2 separate regions of the Gossypium hirsutum genome follow, and region 2 is linked to region 1. A link is a contact called in public Hi-C data. All regions are on one chromosome and are shown on one strand. Each heading gives the region's core, a stretch centred on a gene start, on an enhancer-like site or on the middle of the called end of the contact. The rest is flanking DNA. Distances are from core to core; before and after follow the strand shown.

Evidence for each region. A called contact is a pair of places that touch in the nucleus more often than the background predicts.
Region 2: a contact with region 1 is called in a Hi-C map of leaf, with 1.8 times the contacts expected there. The contact joins the promoter of LOC107899455 here to the enhancer-like site in region 1. A contact is called at or near these places in 5 of 34 Hi-C or Micro-C datasets (hypocotyl, leaf and petal).

What each region holds. Positions count from the first base shown.
Region 1 is chrD04:18,778,534-18,784,907 of Gossypium_hirsutum_v2.1, forward strand. No RefSeq gene overlaps it. Among protein-coding and RNA genes, the nearest start is that of LOC121216557, 15 kb to the left of the region's middle. Within about 2 kb of position 2,983, at least 7 of the 9 cell types and tissues checked have an H3K27ac peak or open chromatin away from gene starts, as enhancers often do. A contact at or near this core is called in leaf, where this site is marked.
Region 2 is chrD04:18,999,034-19,005,407 of Gossypium_hirsutum_v2.1, forward strand. LOC107899455 (transmembrane protein 230) reads right to left here and starts at 3,433. Exons shown (of 2, transcript XM_041092096.1): 1 at 3,021-3,433; 2 at 2,612-2,933. The coding sequence starts at 3,207. The coding sequence ends at 2,812.

The sequences.
Region 1 (6,374 bases), core at 1,733-4,232:
TTTCAGATAAGCAACCACAGAAAACTCACACCCTTTAAGGTGCCGCAACTCTCTAAATTAATCTGTCATACCCAAACTACCTTGGTCCACTAGTGTTAAAGAGATGCTTGTACGTTTTTGCAATGGAGAAATTCCCTATCGACAACCACCACCAAGAGATTTGATCAAAACCCAAATCCCTCAATGGCGTGTTGCAAGCACATATTTAGATAACAATATCTCTAGAGAGCATCGTAGATACCATTTTGTATTACATTCTCCTTCCGACGTCACAAGGTCACAGATACGAAAAATTTCATCCAGGGGTTCATTACCAATATACTGCGGTTTTAACGGACCCAAATTCGTTTCCAAATTATCATTCCAAAAATTTACCATGCTCCCATCACAGATAGTCCAAATGAGGCCCTGTTTAATCTCATTCCAAACACTCGTAATGGATTGCCATATGAACGAGCAGTTGTTTTGACGTATTTTCTTTGGGATGATTCCACGAACATTGTATTTATTACATAGAACATGAATGCACAACTTTTCTGTGTTAGCACCAAATTAAACCCCAAATTTAAAAGTAAAGAGTTTGTTTTGGTCTTGCAACTTTCGAATCGCTAAACCTCCATTCAACATCAGTGTATAACAATATTTCCAGCTAATGAGTGATGGTTTTCTACCTGAGCTTGCTGTTCCCAACAAGAAACCGCGAGCTAGCTTTTCAATTTCCTTGCAGATCGTGATTGGAATTTGAGCTGTAGCCATAAAATAATTGGGGATCACTTCTTGGGCAGCAATAATGTCATCAGAAATATTTCGCAATGCAATGAAACTTGAGTTATTCTTTTTTACTAGCACTTGCATAGCTTGTTAAAGACAAATAACAATAGTTTGTGTAATAATTTTATACAGACCCGTACATAAGCTAATGGGCCTATATTGACTGATCAACTCTGCACCAATGCTTTTAGGAATAAGGGCCAAGAGAGTTCTGTTAAGTTTCTGGTCTGAAGCTCCTCCTAAAACAATAGATTGAACCATCTAAAAGACACTGCTTCCTACGATATCCCAATTTGCTTGGTAAAATTAGGCATGAAAATCATCCACACCCAACGCTTTGAGCGAGGCCATGCTAAAAAAAATAACATTAAATCTCCTCTATATTGACCTCGGTACATAGATCACTAATAATATGAGATCACAAATTCGAAAAACTCCCCTTGACAAAAAAGCTCCCAATCTAGTATGGGTCCATTGTATATAAAGCTGAGAAATACTCAACCGTATGCCTTGTAAGGATTTCATTATCATAGAACCATTTATTACCCTCTATTTTCAAACCCGCAATTTAGTTATGTCGATGCCTCTTCATTGTGAGATTATGGAAGAAATTTGTATTTTTGTCCCCATTCAATAACCACTCACTCTTGGACTTCTGAAACCAAAATATTTCCTCTTGGTTCAGTATGTTTTCAATTCCAAGTCGCACTTCTTCTTCCCTCAATCTAAGCCTCATGTTATTATTTCATTCCCAGGCTTTTTGCATGCGTTCAAGTTTCATATTTCCTTTTCTTTTCCTAGCAAAAATGTTACCAAACACTGTTCTATTCCTGACTTGGATCAATCGAGTCAAGTTCTCTAAATTCATCGCAATTTTCACATCGTTACTCCAACATTTTAACACAACATCTCGGAACTCAGGGTGCGTTAACCAACTAGCAAGAAAGCTAAATGGTCGATCTCTTTCCATTGAACTCTCCGGATGCGTCAAGATCAACAACGGTTGATTGTCAGACTTCAACCTGTGTAGGTGTCACACAGTTGTACTAGATGCAAAAGCCTGCCAATACTCATTGCAAATAGATTGATCCAATCTTTGAAATAAATTTCCCTTATTCCGCGTGGACATTGGTCCTTGAAATCATAAATCGAGAAGTCTGTGTTTGTGATACAAAAGACCTGAAACGATTACACCCCACAAGACTAGGTTCAGAATCGCCCTGTATTTCTTCCCCACACATAATGACATTAAAATCACCTGCAATCATCCATGGCTCCTTCACTTCACTGGCAACCTAGTCCAACTTATCCACAACTGAGCCCTTGTGCTTCATTGTGGACTCGCTTAAACCATAATGCAAAGAAACGGGTATTGACTTCTATCATCATGGATTTACATATGAACAAATTAAGGATGAACTTTCAAAATCTCCACCTGAGTTCCCTTATTCCACAGTAACCATATACCCCTTGCGAAGCCTGATGCTTCGAATCTAAAAGAATACTCAAAACCCAACTTCGCAATGACTGAATCTGCCTTAAGATCACTGATTCGAGTTTCAAACAAAGTAACAAAATCTGGATAAAACACTCTTCTATACTCCTTTAAAAATTTATGGAAATGGGTCTACACCCTTGATAGTTCCAAAATAAAAATAAAAACAAAAATTGAAATCCACCATCATCAAATAAAAAATAAAGAAATCGACTTTTACCACTGAAATCAAGCGGCCTTCGCATCCACTAGAAATTCATCCTTTGAACCTTCAACATCGACAACATTCCCCTTCATCGCCATATCTTTCCCAACCTCATGATACAACCCTTGTAGAATATCTTCTATTGCCCCCACCACTGACATTGAAGGCTGCTCACTTTCTGATAGATTCGTTAGTTTTTGACCGATGTTATCACCCATTCGCTTCCTGCCTCATCATCTAGTCTTTGCCAAAAATTTTCTCCCATTTTATTTTACGAATCCAAAACTCGAGAGCACTAACCCTTACTTTCAGCGACATACTTGTTTTGGAAGGAGATTTTACTGCAACATTTTTTCCTCCAATTTAAAAATGGACTCACCACTTGAAAATTAATCTGACCCATTTCCTCGTCAATTAAAATTAGCCCCATTTTTTATCCCTCATCAAAGGGGTCAGCCCAATAGGAGACCCACCTATTTTGTTGGACTATTTTAGTATGTTATTATTATGTTTCGGCTCACTAACCAACACTGGCCCTTTCCCTTTACCCTTCGGGTGTCCTTTGCCTTTGCCTTTTCCCTTATTTGCTTCTTCTCCATGCCACCATTCCTTTCCAACATCCTTAATCTCCCTAATTTTCTCCCCTAAAAACTGATTGACATCTTTATCATTTAATTCCCTAAGTTTTTCCCTTGCCAATTCCCATGATTCCCAATTAGAATTCCAAATCTGGAACTACTTACCATGTTGGCCTTCGCCAGCGCCGTTCTTTCCTTTCTCATTTTCCTTCGTTCAGCAATCATCCATGACTCGTACTTCTCTACTTCTACCTCTTTCTGCAACACCATTTCCCGCTTTGGTGATTTATCTTCCCCCCAACGAATCCGCTTCTTGCCCTACTTTGTAAGGACATACTTCTCTATAATGCCCATACCTTCCACATTCGACACAAACCATGGGTAAGGAATCATATTTAACCCATTGAATCCTCCTGTTAATCATAACCTTTGAGATTAAAGGCTTTCCCAAATCCACAAAACTGCCATTCTAGCAACTTGACTCCTCTGTTTAACATCCATATTATGGTCAATTTTCACCATCAGTCCTATCACATTCCTGATAAATTTCAGTAAGCTCTTAAAATAAATATTCTCTGGTAGCCCAGGTAGGCGAATCCAAACCATTAGATTATTAGGTAGTGATTGATCTATCATAAAGGCTGGAGTCCATGGTTATACCATAAGCTATTAGTCAAAGATAGGTCACGGTCCCCTGATAAAGTAGCAAGGTAATATTCATTCTCATGAAATTTAACTGAAAAATAGTCATTTTTTAAGTCCAGAATATGTAATAGACATTTTGTTTTCCAAATGGCCAGTAACTTGCTAGACATGGTGAGATGAGAGATCCTTCTACTAAGGAGTTTAACAATTATAGTCTGAAACATCCTTTCAGTAATATACTGGTGTATCACTCAGAGAACGTAATAAAGGGGATACCATTGATGACCTCATTTGTAGCATCACCTTCCATTAATTCAAAATCCTCATTCTCCTTCTGAGGTTTCTCACCATCAGCATTATTACCTATCAATTTGTCTTTCAACGATTCCTTTGTACCACCACTCGAGTTCACTGCCAATCCTTTCGCATCCAATATGGGATCATCTGGGTTAGGTGGTTCCTCTGGCCTACGACGTACTTTCTTAGTTGAATGTCTAACGTCGCCACCAGAAGACGACGTTACACCATTGCTTTTCTCCATTTTTCCCTTTGTTTTATTGTTAATTTCAAAACATATATATATCACTGCTTGACCGAAAATCTTGAATAGTAAGTTGTATATTAAGATACGTTATAATTTTATAACATTCTCAATCATTAATTTCATATCAAAATATCATTATAGTTTTATCTTTTTTTTAATTTCTTCCCTATAATAAAAGCATAAATTTCTTTCAGAATATTATAAACTATTTTAAAACAAAAATAAATACATAGGATTAATCCATCCATTGCACGAGTAAGAAAAACTAGTTATTTACTATTATAAAATGTTATGATAAACAAAAAGTTTGATGGGTTTTAGTTATTACATAAAATATAGACTAAATATGTGTAGATATTCTAGTAACTAATTTCTAATTGATGATGTGCTGATTATAAATTAGTGTTAATGTACAAAATTTATATATTACGGCTATGTTTCCCAATTTGCACATACATAACTTTTTTGACATCTCATCTCCACAAACGAAAGACTTATTTTCACTAAATACTTACATGTTAATTTGGAAGATCAAAACCACAAGGCATGAAGATCTCAACATATGGAAAGATTAAAGTAGGCTTTCACATGTAATTTTTGTTATTTTTTGGGGATCAAATCGTATAAGAAACGAGAAAGAAGGAATAGAGAAAATTAGGCACGCAAATTTACGTGGGAATACTCCTCCAATCAAGAGGATAAAAAACCACAAGAAAAAGAAACTTCACTAATGAGCAAGTAATTGAATAGTACAAGATGGAGAATTGAAAAATGAAACTCTAATCCTGGATGGAAAGCTCTTTGACTAAAACACAAAATTCCTTAAAGCTCTCTAAAACTCTCTTTTAATATTGTGATGAGTACTATTCTAGGATTACTAAGGTCCTTTTTATAGGCTACAATTAGATTTCTAATCAGACTGAAATATCTCTGGAAAAATTCAAGTTTAACTAGGAAAAGTAGCCCCGTTGAAAGTCTAATTACGCAGCTTCCTTAAGATAGAATTTGCCGCATCGTCGCAACATCATGAGTTATGTTGTCAGGACGTCGTCTTTTGTTTTGTCTCTATTTCAAATGCCTTTGCGTTGTTGTGATGTCACCGGTCCTCTCGTCGTAACATCATGAGAAAAATGTGAGACACACTTCACAAGTTTCCACCTTGACTCATATTTTAAATACCTCATTTTTTGGGCCCCGTCATGGGCCTAACTCAATCTTTGTAAGATACTAACCAAGTCCAAATGGTGCTTGAACTTTGTAACTGGAAGACCGTTATTCAAAATGGTCATACTTTTCTTGCTCATATGACCAAGTCATATATGTAACAATCGAGTTGACTCCAACTCTGTAATAGATGAGGAAATTGCTGCTGCACTAGTCATTGTTCAACTCTACAGAACATATAGACTGCCAATTTTTTGAGCTTTCATCAAAATAAGAGTTCCACGAGATACCTTAATGGTGCTTGAATCGATGACGATTCTACAATTTTTTGAGTCTAACATACCTAGGGAGATAATGTTTTTCTTTAAATCAGTCACATGTCTGACACTTGACAGTGTCCTTATAATTCTGTCATGCATCTTGATCTGAATGGTACCAATATTGATTATCTTACAAGGTGAATTATTCCCCATGAGCACAACTCCACTTTCAACTAGACTATATGTGGAGAACTAGTCCTTATTAGGATACATATGGTAAGAACACCCCAAATCCAGGATCTACTCGGATATAAGCTTAGACATTTTGGTCGTAGACATTACCAACCAATCATCACCCTTATCCTCGGCTACACTAGCATCGATTACCATTTTCTTGTTGCTTTCAGCAACCTTCATGTTCTTATTTTACAACTTATAATACTCTACTTATAGTAGCCGCATGTCTTGTCTCGATTCCTTAACTTCGATCCAATCCTACTTCTCACAACCAAAATCAAGACTTGCTCATCTGACCTACTATTCGAACCTAACTTATTGTTGAGTTTATCTTTGCTCAACAAGTTTCCCCTTATATCCTCGAACGAGAGTTTGTCTCTACCATAAATCAGGGTCTCCCTAAAAGACTTATATGAAGGGTACAAAGAGCACGATAATAGCATAGCCTGATATTCATCACCTATATTAACCATGA
Region 2 (6,374 bases), core at 2,183-4,682, 220 kb after region 1:
TCACGTAGATGATCATGACTTGTGTTATGTTACTATGGATGTGGATTATATTCTTGTGGGAACACCTTGGGTGAATGATATTCTTGATCAATTAGTTGACTCTATAGAACTCTCAATGTGACAAGTGATTATCACCACAATAGGTTGAGAAGTTTTGATGAATGGAAGACAACTTTTAAGACTCCAAATGGCCTTTATGAGTGGTTAGAAATGCCAAGCAAGTTTATGCAGATCCTGAGTGTGGTGGGTAGACAACTAAATATTTCAAAACATGCAACAGTTGTAAAAGCTACTTTAAATGTTGTAAGTGTTTATATGTTGAATGGCCATGTTTGTTTGATCTTGCTAAACTTGGCAGCATTTATGGATGCAGCTTCGTACTTATTTCTCTTGATGATTGCCTTTATGCTTGGGGTTTTCAAACTTGTTTCTCCAAAAAAATAAACTTGACGATGATTCTACCTTTGAATTTGATTATGCAAAAAGCAACTTCTTTCAAATATTGATAAATGTATCCAAAGAATTTTGGGTTAGATATAATTTAGGATGCAGGTTATAGGTGAAGTGACTTTGAGTTTGCAAAATTTGTACGTGAAAGAAAGGTGTTTGGATTTCCCAAACATGCCATGTATCGTAGGAGATGGCATTACATTCTCTCTATTTACAAAAGATGCTAGGGATCTTTCTAAATTTTCAACTAGCTCTTCATTATCAATCCCTGTTGCAATACAGGTTGAAACTAACAAGGGGTTTGATATCGAAGCCAAAGCTTTCAGTGCATTAATCTAGAGATGAGTCAACTACTAATAATGGGAACTCAACTAAAGCTCAAGTTACTAATGAAAAGAGAGATTTTTTCTCAATGATGATATAATTTGTACCATCATTGAGATGATCTTTCCAGCAAACGCTCAAGATAGAACAGCTTATCATTGGAAAAGCCCTTTTTATAGGGTTTTTGGAGTTGTGGAGTGATGATAATGAAGGCAAGGGTTATTTCAACCAATACAATTCTAGGCTGTTTGAATTAATCAAATTTATTACTTCAAACAAGTTCCTTATGGTTAATGTTATAGTTTCTTAAACAATAGTTATGATCATTAAGAACCTTTTTAATTCTCTATTTCCTACTCAAGACTTGGCGATTACAGAAAGCATGCAACAAGCTTTGGAAAGAACCATTACCTCAAATTTCTATGAATCAAAAGTCATATGGAATAGGTAAAACAGAGCATACAAAGATATGCTATCTAGCCTATGTGGGAGGAAGAGTTAAAAATGCAGAGGAACAGGGTGTGGTGCAGAAGATCTTGGAATCTAATCCTGTTCTAGAAATATTTGGCAATGCAAAGACTGTCAGAGACAACTCAAGTCGCTTTGGAAAATTAATTAAAATTCAATTTGATCAAAGGGGAGAATGTGGAGTTGCAATTCTACATTTAGGATATATTGAGTTTGCTAGGGACAAGAAACAGATGCTTTTGAACCAAAGGATGATAAATCTTGGGTCCATCTAAAAGGTGCTGTATAACTTTTTACATGCGCCGAGAAGACTCTAGAAGAGAGTCCTTATGTAAATGTGTTCTTGTGACTCGTGATGAGACCACTTCAAATCACTGGATCCAAATGCTCATAAACTCCTAGTAGAGATGCTTTAGCCAAATTTGTTCGTTCAAAATTATTTGACTTGCTTGTGGAAAATAAATATTGCTATTGATCAAGATATAGAATCAAATCCCTTGATCAGTGTTCTTTATATTTATGAATTTGAGAGTTTTAAGACAACCAACTTTGAGCAATTCTGCATCAATTTAACAAATGAAAAGCAACAGAAGCATTTTAACCAACACATTTTTAAGATGAGTATGAGTTGGAATTGATCGAGAAATTTATGTTGAAGCAGTGAAAGTTTTCTCATAGGAGTTGAGTTTTACAAGCTGAAGCTGGGGAGACATGGGAGCTTTTTCATATTTTATTATTTCAAATTTATTTATTATGTATTAGGTATATTATGGACAGCTAAGGTTATTAGTTATCTAAAACTCTATTTGCAAGAAAGCCAGTGACTTTACTTGCAAGAAAGAAAGCCTATATAAATTAGTTGTAAGCTTTACAGACAACATTATTATTCATATTAGTTTCTTTGAATTAATATAAAGAAATTACAGGTTTTCTATAACCATACGTTTTCTAGTTCCAACTTTCTATTCATGTTTCAGCCCTAACTCTTTCTAATGCTGTTGTTCACTGTCGTAAACCACACCACATGCCCACTGATCCTTTACATGAAAGTGTACATATTTAACTTGTTAGTACAAATATCACCGAATCATACAACAGTTTGGTAAAAACACAGATAAAAAAGTCAAACATGCTGCCGAATTACATGCACTAATCACGCAAGCAGAGCAAATACAATCCTTAATAGCCTCTCCATCTACTCTTTCAAACAATGACAAACCTCTAGCCAATAACATATGCTAAAACTATTAATGAAAGGACTTCTTCAAGTACATGAGATCAATATAACAGCACAGGGTAAGGTAAGCCTTAAGAGATAGCTGGGTTAAAGAAATAAACATTGAGACTGATTTGTAATATTAAGAAACAGTAAATGGGAAGATTAGATATTATTTCATAAAACAACCACAACAAACAGGAATACTGGTCAGAATTGCACTATGAAACAAATAACATACAAAAGTGAAGTCAAGAAAAGAACTGGAGTCCGCAGGAACAAAACATTCAAAAGAAAGTAAATAAATGAAAGAGGATCTGTACATAGGGCAGAGAAGTTGAAGGAGAAGGGCTCTAGACAGGGGGAATGTTGGAGAAGGAGAAGCCTTTGTATCCCTTAAATGCATAATATGCAATCCTTGTATAATAGAAGCCTGGAATGAACAAAATGGATCCGAGTATTGCAAAGAAAAGCCCTGAAAGAAACAAATAGTAACCCAGAGATCAGCTAATTGGCCTAGCTTGAATGAAATTCAATTTATCTTTTAAGAAAGAAACAGAACCATGGGCGCGGTCACCGCCGACTTTGTTGACGGCCATGAAAATACCCAGGATGATCCCAAGGGTGCCAAAGACGAGAAGAGCGACAGCGAGGCCGATCTCCTTGTACGGAGGCCGATTGTTAATGGCGTGGGGAGTGTCCATCATGATATCCTCGTCGGATATCGAGAAGGCATGTTCAACGTACATGGTTACTCTAACTTCAGTATGCTATGCAATTAGATTGAGGAGAGGAACTTGGATTTAGATTTGGATTTGGAGGGATTCGAGCTAAGAAGAGGCGTCTTTCTCCCCCTTTCCCTAGAAGAAGAAGCAGATGAAAGGTCAAAATCAAAAATGAAAAAATGAAAAAAAAAATAGGCATTCACATTTCTCCTCTTCAGTTACCAATTAGGCAATTACCGTGGGCTACTCGCTTTCTCCGTTGATGGTTATTTATTTATTTTAATATTATTAAGCTTAAATGAAAAATTAATTTTTTTAAGAGATTAATTTTTAATTATAGCACTTTTTATTTAGAAATTTTTTTATATTAAGTGATATTTTAACTTTAGGTATCACTTTTGATTTAATTGTTATCTTATTAAAAAAGTTTAATTGAATTAAGGTGTTCAAATTATGCCATTTATCTAATTTATTTAAATGTAATTTTTTAATTGAATCAAATACCTAAACTATAATTTCATAATTAATGTAGGTCCTACCATTACACTCCATTAAAAAAAGTTAAAACTAATCAAATTAGGACACATGACATCTTTTTATTTATTTATTGTTTTCTTTTTAATTTTTTTTTCCTTTTTTTCAATTTTTTTTCTCAATTTTTTTCCACAATCACCAAACTTGTCATATTTGAAAGAATGAAAGAGAAAGGGAGGAGAGGGAGTGACAGCAAGAGGGTGAGATTGTAGCAGGGATAAAATGGAAAGGAGGAGAGAGAGGGAGAGGAGAGGGACGAGGAATGCGGGAGGAGGAGATGGATGGGGGGATTATTAGCTAAAATTCAAAGAATACAAAATGTACACATGATATGCAAATTCCACTAAAAAGCTATAAATGCATGTAATTTCACTTAAGAAACAAACAAAAGCTAAGTAAAAGAGGCATAAAATATAATCATGATGATCACTCATCATAACCCTACAATTAGTTTTTTGCTTGCCCTTAAGTAAAATTAGACATTAATGCAAATGCAACCAAGGGAATTTTTAACTAAAATTGACAACTGAAAATATCAATATATACAATTAAAATAACAGGTTTTGATGAATAAAGTCGAAATTCAATATGCTTAATAAAACATAACAACAACAATAATTTATATAGTTAGAAAGAATTAGAGAAAATAGACCTTGTATGTGACTATACTCAATCTAGCAATGCATAATATGCAAGTAGCATTAAGGTAATCAAGACAACTAAACCAAGTTTTAATATCCTTTCTAAGGTCACCTAAGACTTTAACGTTGTTAGTAATGTAAATTTATTCCAGCAGTTACAAATTATTATTTCCAATAGTTACAAAGTGTTTTTTATAGTTTCAAAAATATTAAATATTTTTCTAACCGTTACATGAAAATATTATCATTTTGTTCCTGCTAAATATTTTTCTAAAATCTTATAAATAGGAGGCATTTTTCCTTCATTTAATACACAACTAAAAAATAAAGCTTCTTCTACTCTCTCTCGACTCTCTTTCATTCTTTCTAAAACTTTAGAATTCTTCTTATATTGCATTAGAGGAAATTCTGTCTAGAAGTTTGAGTTTTAACTGGGACCATCTGTGATCCCTCCAAACTTTCCTAGGAATTTATTCTAGTGTGATTTTTTCAAGTTAATTCTATTTTTAGATTATTTCAAAAGAGTAGTACCAATTGAGTTCTACTTTCCTTATTCGAGTGTATGAATATTGAAGATGTAACGCCTTAAACCCGACCCAATCGTACGGCCGAATTCTGAAAGCTACATTGGCCACAAAAATGACCCAGAAAAATTTTCATAACTTTAAATGTACTTTTTAAATCATTTACGCAGCTCATTCAAACTAGTAAAATCGAATGTTCAGCTTAATTTTCAAATTTCATTTCAAAACCATTTGTCCATGAACATGTCCGAAATAAACTTTCAGAACTTTTGAAAAAAAAATCCAAAACTATTGGCTTCTCAATTTAAAACAAATGAAATAAAGTGTTTATTTTAATTTCATAAAAACCAAGAAAATTTCAGGAATCGAAAAAAATAATATCTCAATTGTAAACATTCAATCCATTATTCAAAACTATTTCAGATTTTCAATCATACTTCTAAACCATTTGTCGTTTTATTCAAAATTTAAAGAATTTGGTTATTCGTTATTATTTTGGAAATAAAAACGTATTAACTTCATAAATCAAATGTCTTTAGAAAACTCATTTGTAAACATTAATAATTTTGAAAACTAAATCTAATTTTATTAAAAACTCATTTTTTAGAAATGCAACGGAAAATGTGTTATTGATGGATTCTATTTTAAAAATCAAGTTTCAAGCGAAATCTTATCAAATACTAATTTATGCAATTTTTAAAACATTATGTCATGCAAGCAATTTATGCAAAACAGAATGAAAAATCCCCAAACTAAAGTCTCATGCCACAGTCCACACACAAACTTATTCCAAACCCAAAATATCAAAATAAAATTTAATTACTTTAATTTAAAAAGAATTCCGAAAAACTCCTCCAAATGTCGTTGTCGAATCCTAACCTTGGAGTTATCTGTAACATCATAAAACTATATGGGGTGAGGTATAAGGCTTAGTGTGAGATTAACAGAAATGTAATCACATACAAATAAACATAAACATTATATAATCACAATAATCATACCAGTTTCATATAACTCAATATTTCACACTTATACTATGCATGATCATGTCAATGCACAATTTGTAAAACAATGCAGATTTTGAGAAAACAGTTCTACCCATCTTCGCTACACACCAAAATCGAGTTCCCCAGAACTCGTCCATCCAACACACCAAATTATGAACAGTGTCCCCAAAATCGTAGATAAATTGCTAATAATCAATATCGTGGACAAGCCACCAAAATCGTAGATATACTGCCACATAATAAAAATCATGAGCAGTGTCACATTAATGCAAATACACTACCACATACTTCCACCTTTCACATATCCCACCCAATGCATGTGATATGGCCAAAATCACTTTTTCACTTAAAAATCATTTTTCACTTTGGCAAGCGAGACATGCTCATAATATCATTTTTCACTTAAAATCACATAGGCATGCTTAACATGTAAATCACATATGTACACATGGTACCAAAATTTCACATTTTATAAATCATGCAAA